Linked DNA regions of Sus scrofa: regions 1 and 2 are each linked to region 3. The links are chromatin contacts, called in public HiChIP or PLAC-seq and promoter capture Hi-C maps. All regions are on one chromosome and are shown on one strand. The core of a region is the stretch at or near the end of the contact, and the rest is flanking DNA. Distances in the headings are between cores, read along the strand shown.

The links. Promoter capture Hi-C pulls out the DNA fragments that hold promoters and counts their contacts. HiChIP or PLAC-seq counts read pairs in DNA pulled down with a chosen protein or histone mark.
Region 1: a contact with region 3 is called in a promoter capture Hi-C map of fetal skeletal muscle, with 8 times the contacts expected there. The contact joins the promoter of AFF4 here to the promoter of IRF1 in region 3. A contact is called at or near these places in 1 of 5 promoter capture datasets (fetal skeletal muscle) and 1 of 2 datasets of contacts at active chromatin or transcription factors (alveolar macrophages).
Region 2: an H3K27ac HiChIP or PLAC-seq map of alveolar macrophages shows a contact between it and region 3. The contact joins the promoter of GDF9 here to the promoter of IRF1 in region 3. A contact is called at or near these places in 1 of 5 promoter capture datasets (fetal liver) and 1 of 2 datasets of contacts at active chromatin or transcription factors (alveolar macrophages).

What each region holds. Positions count from the first base shown.
Region 1 is chr2:135,282,472-135,285,201 of Sscrofa11.1, reverse strand. AFF4 (AF4/FMR2 family member 4) reads left to right here and starts at 1,271. Exons shown (of 21, transcript XM_021084750.1): 1 at 1,271-1,865.
Region 2 is chr2:135,182,778-135,185,909 of Sscrofa11.1, reverse strand. It overlaps GDF9 (growth differentiation factor 9), which reads left to right and starts at 1,459. Exons shown (of 2, transcript NM_001001909.1): 1 at 1,459-1,855. The coding sequence starts at 1,459.
Region 3 is chr2:134,782,292-134,785,284 of Sscrofa11.1, reverse strand. It overlaps IRF1 (interferon regulatory factor 1), which reads left to right and starts at 1,639. Exons shown (of 10, transcript NM_001097413.1): 1 at 1,639-1,867; 2 at 2,984-2,993. The coding sequence starts at 2,989. The region is part of intron 11 of SLC22A5 (solute carrier family 22 member 5); the gene reads right to left.

The DNA of each region.
Region 1 (2,730 bases), core at 22-2,521, 500 kb before region 3:
TAAAAAATATGTATAACTGGACTTTAAGATATATTTAGGGAGTTCCCCTGTGGCTCAGCAGATGTGAATCTGACTAGTATCCATGAGGATGCAGGTTTGATCCTCCGCCTTGCTCAGTGGGTTAAGGATCCAGCATTGCCATGAGCTGTGGTGTAGGTGGCAGATGCAGCTTGGATCTGGCATTGCTGTGGCTCTGATTTGACCCCTAGCCTGGGAACCTCCATATGCTGCGGGTGCAGCCCTAAAAAGACAACAAAATAAAAAATAAAATAAAATATATTTATAAATGTTTTGGGAAAGCTACTGAGAAAATGCTAAATGACTGCCTCCAGAACTGGAGTAGTTAAAATGGTAGGGATGGGAGCATCGATTATTTTTCACTGTTTTGTCACAGTTCATTTTTAGTTTTACATGAATACACTTCCAAATAGATATATAAAATCTACATCAAGTGTTTAGCTTAAAGGCGTGTTTAGCAAAATTCTGTGGTCACTTCAGAATTTTGAAAAGGAAGAAACTTCTATTGATGCTGATGAATTACCAGCTTTAGGGCTGATAAAAACATATTCATACGCACATTCCTTATAGTTTATCATAAATCTCCTCAAAAGCCTTGCATTTCATTTTTAGACATCTTTAAAATGCTTGCTTCAAAATTAGCTCGTAGAAAGTGAAAAAAACGGCTTCACCAGGCTCCTTTATAGAAAGACATCATCTAAGAGGCAGGAAATTATCAAGTGTTTTCCAAATAATAACCCCAAAGTCACTTCTCTGGACAGTTAACCACACTGGGTTCTGTGAGACCCTCTGAAAATTCTGTCTAGTCTATAACTATTACTTTACTCTCAATTACAGCTTCCCCGAGGATGTTAGAAGCAAAGTGTGGAAAACGTTATCTTGACGAAAAGTATTCACGGCCGAAGATGCTTAGATGACCAAGAAAAAAAAAAGGCCTGCCTGGCTTCGCGGGTGATCAAGCCAGGTTCTGGGCGGCCTCCGGTAGAGAAACTCCCCGCAGCCTTCCTTTCTCGGCCGGACCCGCGAGGGCCGCTGGACTGACTCCGGGCTTCAACGTCAGCAGGAGGCCGAGGGTCTAGGGGGGCTTCAGGCTCGGCCACACCCCCAGAAGGGGCCGTCCGCCCAACCCCCTGAGCCCCAGAACCGGTAGATCCGGCTCAGCCCGGCCCCGCCCTTCCGAACCTCGCTAGCGGCTACGCCGTGCGAGGTGCGCGCGCGGGAGGCGCAGGCCCGGTCACGCTCCGCCCCCTCGGCCCGACGCGGCCGCCGGGCCCGAGGGCTCGGGCCTAAGCCGCCGGGGCCAGTACCCGGCCGGGCCACGGTCTTCGGCCCCGAGCGCCGCGCACGTCACCACCCCCCGACGTCACCTCCCGGCACTGCAGGCCCCGCAGCCCTCCGCTTTTCTGGAGGGGAGGGGCCCGGCGTCGCCACGTGACGCCTCGTCCCCGCCCGGCCCTGGTCACATGGGTGGCGCGGCCGCTGCGTCAGTCACAGCCCTGGCTGCGGGAGTCGAGCCGCCGTCGCCGCCGCCGCCGCCAGCGGACGGGGCGGGGATCCCGGTGCCAGGTCCTCGTCAGCCCGCCTCAGCCGGCCCTCCCGGCCAGGCCTCGACCGTCATGGAGCGGGGCGGGACCTCCGCCTGTGCCGTGTGAGCTGCGTCGCCGCCGCCTGCGCTTTTCGAGACCTCCCGAACCCTCGCCGCCGCCGCCGCCCGGAGCCCCTCGCCCTTGGCAGCCTGTCGCCGCCCCTCGGGCGGGCTCGAATGCGCGTCCGGTGAAGGTGCAGGCCCGGCGCTGCCACTGCCGCAGCCGGGAGATGGTTCGGGCCTAGCGGAGCCGGGACTGGAGGTGAGAAGCACCGACGGACTGACGGAGGGCCGGGCCGGGCGGCGGGGGAGTGGGGGAGGGGAGGACGGGGTCCGCCTCCGGATTCGGAGGGACCCTCCGGGCTCGGGCTGCTCGATCCGGCATCTCTTTTCGCCTTCGCATTCCAGCCCCCTACCCTTATACACACACAAAACATTAATGAAATGGCTAACCCAATCCTAACAAAAATTCCCAGAAATCCATCTTTTCCCAGTTTTGTCTTTCCCCTTCCATTTCTCAATCCATTCTTGCCCTCAGAAATTCCTTCGACTGCATCGTTGCTTTTAAAGCCCCTCCTGAATTTCAGGGTGTTTCTAGTTGAAGAGAAAAGAGGGCCTAGATGCTGGCTAGCATTACCCAACTAGTTCTCGCTTTCCTTCTCGCGATCCTGCGCACGTCCTCCTCCTTCTCCTCCTCCTCCTCCTCCTCCCCCTCCCTCCCCCGCAAAAAGGAAAAAAAAAAAAGGGAAAAAAATTTCCGCCTTCGGCTGGTTAAGGGGGTTGACTAAAAATGGGAATGTTGGGGGTGTAATACTGGAACACCCCCCCCCATAACTTCTGAATCGGTCCAGCTCGTTACCCCGATAGCTTGTATTTGGATATGGATGTGTAGGCCTTTCCTCCAGCTGCCGGTGCTCGGGGTTAATCTCGTAATTGACGTCAGTGCTTTGTTCCTTCCACTTTGCTGTTCCTTCCACTCTTTGAGGATGGATCATGGGATCCAGGAGTTGGAGGAGTCTCCTTACTGCCTTTTCTTTCGCAAAGACTGTCGTTTATAGGAAGTTGAAGATACAAATCTGCGATGCTTGCGTGTGGAGTTCAGACTAAGATGCAGAGTTCGATTTAGG
Region 2 (3,132 bases), core at 210-2,709, 400 kb before region 3:
AAACGTTTCCTTAAACTCAGCCACGGGAGACCTCAAATAATTGTCCAGCAACTGATGAACTGCTGTTAGTGGTGGCAAGAGGCGACCTCCATAGCCCCCGCTCCCCCACCCCGACAGAGTTCAGCCTAGAGCGGGATGTCACGTGACCCACAATTCATTCCATTTCCAAGGAAGGGAGGCAGGAATGTTGCAGGTGATGCCGTTTTTTGTTTTTGTTTTTGTTTGGAAAATGCTTTCTACTTAAGGCGGCTACTGCCGCCCTGTACAGCTGACTGACTTTTTCATTTGATGCAGCGTATCTGTGAATGTTCCGTACACGGAATTGCTGGTCATATGTCATTTAAGACCAAGCTCGTTTTCAGCAGTTTGGTTGTGTTTTATAACCCTTCCTAACCAAGGGCCAGGGAGGCTGAACAGGCGATAAACCTAAAATTTACAGATATACCTCGGTTTTATCAGCCTAGGTACTGAATAGACGGCTTCTTTATCTTGTACCTTGAGTGTACTCAGCTATTTAAGGTGCAGCCTTGTCTTCTTTCTCTAAAACATTATCTCTAACCTAATCTCAGACCAGAGGCAAGAACATACTTGAAACAGATGAAAACACAAATACCCTAGAAAATTCTCCCACCTTCTGGACGATCGATGAAAAATAAAACTTTGATTTTCCAGCACCTGAAAATATCTAAACCTTTCAACTAAAAGTATGTATAGATAAATGTGGAAAGTAAAGACATCAAGATACTACATTTTAAAATGTCAGGATCAAAGGTGACGTCCTACTTTTTAAAGCATGTTGCAGTCTTCCAATTATACATCCTTCCTAAGCTCCTTTTCAGAACTAGGGAACTTAACAGTTCTCTGCTCTCTGGAATTTCAGTGCCAGTTGTGACTTTCACCCTCCGAAGTAACTTGCAGTAAATAATTATTCTAAGCACCTGGAAGCGGAGAGGTGGTGAGAATGAAAGGAGTAAACCTAATACCATAAATTGCATACCAACAGATCTGCGTATCATCATGAATAATAAATTAGCTTTTCCGCATGTCATGGGAATTTCAGCAAGCACCTAAGAAACGTTTTAAGAATCCTAATCTCTCACAAAAAAATTGGTGTTTTTAAGGTCATTCCTTAATTCCTCTTAGCCTTTCAGCTGCACAGCTAGTCGATTAGTATAGCAACTTGAGATGTTTAAGTAAATCTCAGGGGAAAAGGGAGACCGAAGCTGAATAACCAAGTAAATCTGTATCTAATTAGGACAAATTGAATAAATAGGGTGTTATAGCCGACACACAGCTGATAAAAATTATCTTCAGCTAGGCATCCTTGAGGTCTGATTACAGAAATGAACCTAGCCCACCCACACACCTAAAATTTATTTAAGAAACCAACCTTTGCTCTTCCTGGTTTTTAAGAAGACTGGTATGGGGAAATGTGTTCCCTGCTAGTTCTTCCAAACTATGGCGCTTCCCAGAAAATTCTTCCTTTGTTTTTGCTGCTTTGCCTTGTTCTGTTTTCCTGTTAGCTGTGGTTCTCAGGCTTCTAGAAGAGAAGCTCACTTTGCAACTAGTGCTGTGTTGGAATCTGAGGCTGAGCCTTGGTCCTTGCTGCGGCCTCCAGATGAGAGACACAGATCTGGCCTCCCTTCCCCCCTCTTCAATGTTCTGTATGATGGGCATGGGGGGTTGCCCAGGCTGCAGCCAGACTCCAGAGCTTTGCGCTACATGAAGAGGCTGTATAAAACATATGCTACCAAGGAGGGGATCCCCAAAGCCAACAGAAGTCACCTCTACAACACTGTCCGGCTCTTCACACCCTGTGCCCAGCATAAGCAGGCTCCTGGGGACCAGGTGACAGGTGTGTAGGAGTATATGGCTTAATGGGTGGAGGGAGACAAAGGGTCTGCATTTCAATTGCTGAAAGAAGCTGGGCCTTGCTCCTTGACTTGTGTTGTACTTTGTGATACTCAATATCCAAATACAAGCAAATGCGGTACTTGATCTTGTTGTTTTTGCCCAATGCTCCCGTGAGTTAAGGTGGGCTAATATGATGCAATTTTAGAGCTAGAAGAGACTTGGAGTTCCTGTTGTGGCTTGGCAGTAAGGAACCCATCTAGTATCTGAGGATATGGGTTCGAACCCTGGCCCCACTCAGTGGGTTAAGGATCCGGCATTACTGTGAGCTGCGGAACTGTAGGTCACAGACGCAGCTCCAGTTCTACCCCTAGCTTGGGAACTTCAATATGCCGCTGTGGCCTTGATAAAAGAAAAAAAAAGACTTAGTGGCTCTAAAGGCTGGGGAAAGTGCTGACAGAGGTGAGCGTGTTGTCCAGGATCACAAGTCAAGACTGGAAATGAGGTATTTTGATTTCCATTTGCTTATTTTTCCTATTCTACCAAATGCTGGCATGGAAATGTGCCTAAAATCTCAGCTGTTGGTCTGCTTTATTAAATTGGATATTTTCCTCATGTTTGTTGCTTTCTGTGAGGAGAAAGCTTAAGTCCCCATGTGGAACAGTCGATCCTTAGAAGAACAAAGTGTTCATCAGTGATCTTACGTGAGTGTGAGAAGGGAGCAGCGCTATTAAAAGGAAAAAAAAACTATATTCACTAACCCGAAACTGAAAACCCTTGTAACCCAGCCGTTCGTATGTAGCTATTTAAAATCCCCCTTCCTTAAAGTCCTGTATTGTTATAGTAGGTTTAGAATCTCCATTTGTTGTCAATCTCAAGTGTTCTAAATCAACTTAGACAATTAAGTCTTCTTTGATTCAGTTGTAAGGACTTAAGAGTGTTTTCTTAACAAGTCTGGTGTTTGTTTTGTCTCTTTGCTTTTTCTAGGGCCACTCCGCAGCATATGGAGGTTCCCAGGCTAGGGGTCGAATCGGAGCTGTAGCCAAAAGCCTACGCCAGAGCCACAGCAACACCGGATCCGAGCTGCGTCTGCGACCTACACCACAGCTCGTGGCAGCACTGGATCCTTAACCCACTGAGCAAGGCCAGGGATCGAACCCGCTACCTCTTGGTTCCCAGTTGGATTCGTTAACCACTGAGCCATGACGGGATCTCCACAAGCCTGGCGTCTTTATTATAGTTTTTTTTAAAGACTCTCCAGGAGAAAAATGCTGGGTTTTT
Region 3 (2,993 bases), core at 390-2,889:
CCCACTTCCAGGACACCTTCCACTTTGCTTAAAACCCAGCTAGGCTCATTTCTCCCAGTTTCTCCTCCCTCTCTGCACCCATCAGTATCTGGGAGACAGCTCTGACCCATTCCTGTTGGTTTCCTGGGAACCAAGCTTGGTCTTACAGCATCAGATTTGGGTGTACCAGAATTGGATTAACCCATCCATTTCTTCCGTGGGAGGGAGCTGTAGTGTGACTGACAGGTGGAATGCTGCATCAAAGTGTCTATTTATAGCTTGTAACATTGAAATTGGGGGCTGCTACAGAGGGCGAGCTTGGGTGACAGGAGTGATACCACCAGCCTGGCCTGGAAGAGTGATTTACTTCTGAGTCAGCAGCTTTGGGGAGGTGAAGGAAGCAGCCTGCTAGGCCAGAGTTCTGGATAGAAAAATGAACATAGTCCAGTCACTAGGAGCACAAGCAGGGCAAGGTCTAGTTGTAAGCACAAGAGTTAAAGAGCTGCCATTCCCAAGAAGCTTAGGACCTGGACTTTCCAACCCTTCCGCTAGACCCACAGCCTTGCTCAGCCCTAAGCAATTCCCTCATGTTGCCCAGAAACCCTCTGGACTAAGCATTGAGGGCCCAGAGACTACACCAATGCTTCCACAGTGGGGCTCCGATGCAAGTGCCACGTGAGTCTGTGGATGTGGCCTAAAGGAAGAGGGCTAGGAGGAACCAAGGCTACCCCACCCCTACCCCAATTCAGCAGTCCTGGGTTTTCTGAAACCCTTCTTCCTTTCCCTAAGGCCAGTCGTGGGGCAGTCCCAAGGAAGTAGACAGAGAAGTGGAAGAGATCCCTCCCTGATCACTATTAGACTCTGGACAGGGACCTTGCAAATCATGCATCATCTGTAGCCCAAGTAGGGCATGGCGCTTTATAGACATCAGCCCTTTTTGTCACTGTAAAGCCAGCAAGATACGGTTATTGTTACTGGAAACTGAGATACCCACGAGTCCCTTGGCAGGCTGCACCAGCAGGGGCCAACCTGTCCAGGCAGTCCCAAACAGGGTATGCTTTCCTTTACTTCCCCAGGGCAGGTGAGTGACCTGGAGGTAGGTCACTCCTCAAAAAGGCGACCTTTTGAGAGCCAAAACCCTCCCTCTTGACACCCCATTTCCGGACTTGAGGAAGCAGGTTGGTTTTGGAGATTCAGTCCTGGCCTCCACTCTTAAGGAGGAGGCAGGTGCCCAGGTGACCCCCTCACCGGGCCTGGGGAGACTGCTGTCCCTACCCTCCATAAAGGAAGACGAAGAGATGGCCATGGCAGCTAGCAGGTTGGGGAGTGCTGAGTGACAGGAGTAACTGCGGGCCGGGGGCGTTTGGCTTTCCAGGACAGCCTTTCTCCGGGGCGAGCTGCTGTGGGGGTGGAGTGGGAGCCGGCGGGGCGGGCCCGCGGTCGCCCCGGGGCGGCGGCGCCAGGCCGGAGGGGGTGGGGAGGGGCAGCCGCCCTGTACTTCCCCTTCGCCGCTAGCTCTACAACAGCCTGATTTCCCCGAAATGATGAGGCGGCGCCGGCCAATGGGCGCCCTCGCGGCTCTTTAGGAGGCGGGGCCGGGCCTGGGCTGGGGGAATCCCGCTAAGTGTTTAGATTTCTCGCCCGCGTCGCGGTTCAGGCAGTGCGCGCCACTCCTTCGTCCAGGCAGGACGTGCGCTCGAGCCCGGCCGAGCAGAGGCCAACGGGAGCCGTGCCAAGCCAAGGCCAGCCGTGCCCAGCGGCTCCGCGGCCCGGGCATCCTCTGCCTTCTCTTCGCTCCCACCGGGAATCGCGCTCCTCGCGCCCACACAGCAGCCCTTGCAGCGCCGGGACCCTCGGGCACCACTGCCGGATAGCGCTTGCTGCCGAGGTGAGCACACCTTCTCCGCGGGAGGCATCGGTGGCGTCGAACAAAGGCGCGCAGGGCACAAGGAAGTAGGGACCGAAAACCCTAGCCGGGAGAGTGGCGGGCGCGCGGCGTTGCCTGGGTCCCGGCGCGGGCTCAGGAGGGCGCTGGAGGAGCGGCGAGCGGCTGCGCCGGGTGGGGGCAGGCGGGAGGGGAGGCGGACCGCTGCATGGACCGCCTACCCGGCCAAGGTTGCCGGCGCCCGGCCGCTGTCGCAGATCTGTGTGCGCGAAGCCGCGGGCGGCCTCTGGGTGGCCCTTGTGTGTTGGTTGCGCGCATCCACGGGACTCGAGTGTACGTCGGCGCGTGGGCGCCCTGTGCTCCTGGCGTCAGCTATCTGTGGCCCCAGCTCGCGCACAGGCCCCAGGTTTCAGGCGGTCTATGCAGGTGGCGGGGTCTGGGGCTTGCTGACCAGGGTGGCTGGAGGATCTCCCCGGGCCCCGGGAGGAGGCGCCACAGGTGTTCCTTGGGCCACTAAGCCCGAGGAGGGGAGTCTGGCGGGAATGGTTAGCGTCCTGGCCTTTGCACTGTGGCTGTTAGGGAGGTGTAGAATAGAATAGATGGGGGGGGGAGGCTGGGCGGGAGGGGGTGGTGGTCCAGAATGCAGGGTGCCTCCTTGTCCCTAAGGGAAAGTGGACAGCTAGTGGCAACAACTCAAGTATGGAAATTTCTGGCATTAAGCAAAAGAAGGCCCTAGCTTCCCAAAGGATTTGAATTTTGAGAGAAAAGTTCTGGAATTTAGATACCTGGTTTCTGTTTTGTTTTTTGTTTTTTTTTTTTTGCTTGTTTTTGTCTCTTCCTACACATATATCCTGAACCATCACTTGCATGCCTCTCTCTTCCCAAGACTGTCTAGGAGGGAGGGAGTGAAGAAAAAATGTTTTGCTCAAGGTGATAACAAGATTCGGAGGGTGGTTTTATTCCAGAGAAAGCCCTCTTCCCAGCTGTAGTACTACAATTGTAGTACTTGGTACCTGGCAGAGGGCAAGGGAGGGTAAATGAATGACCTGGGGTGGGGTAGGGTAATGTCCAGGGGCTTCTCGACAGTCCAAACAGGAGCCTTCTGTCTTCTCTTTACAGCCAACATGCC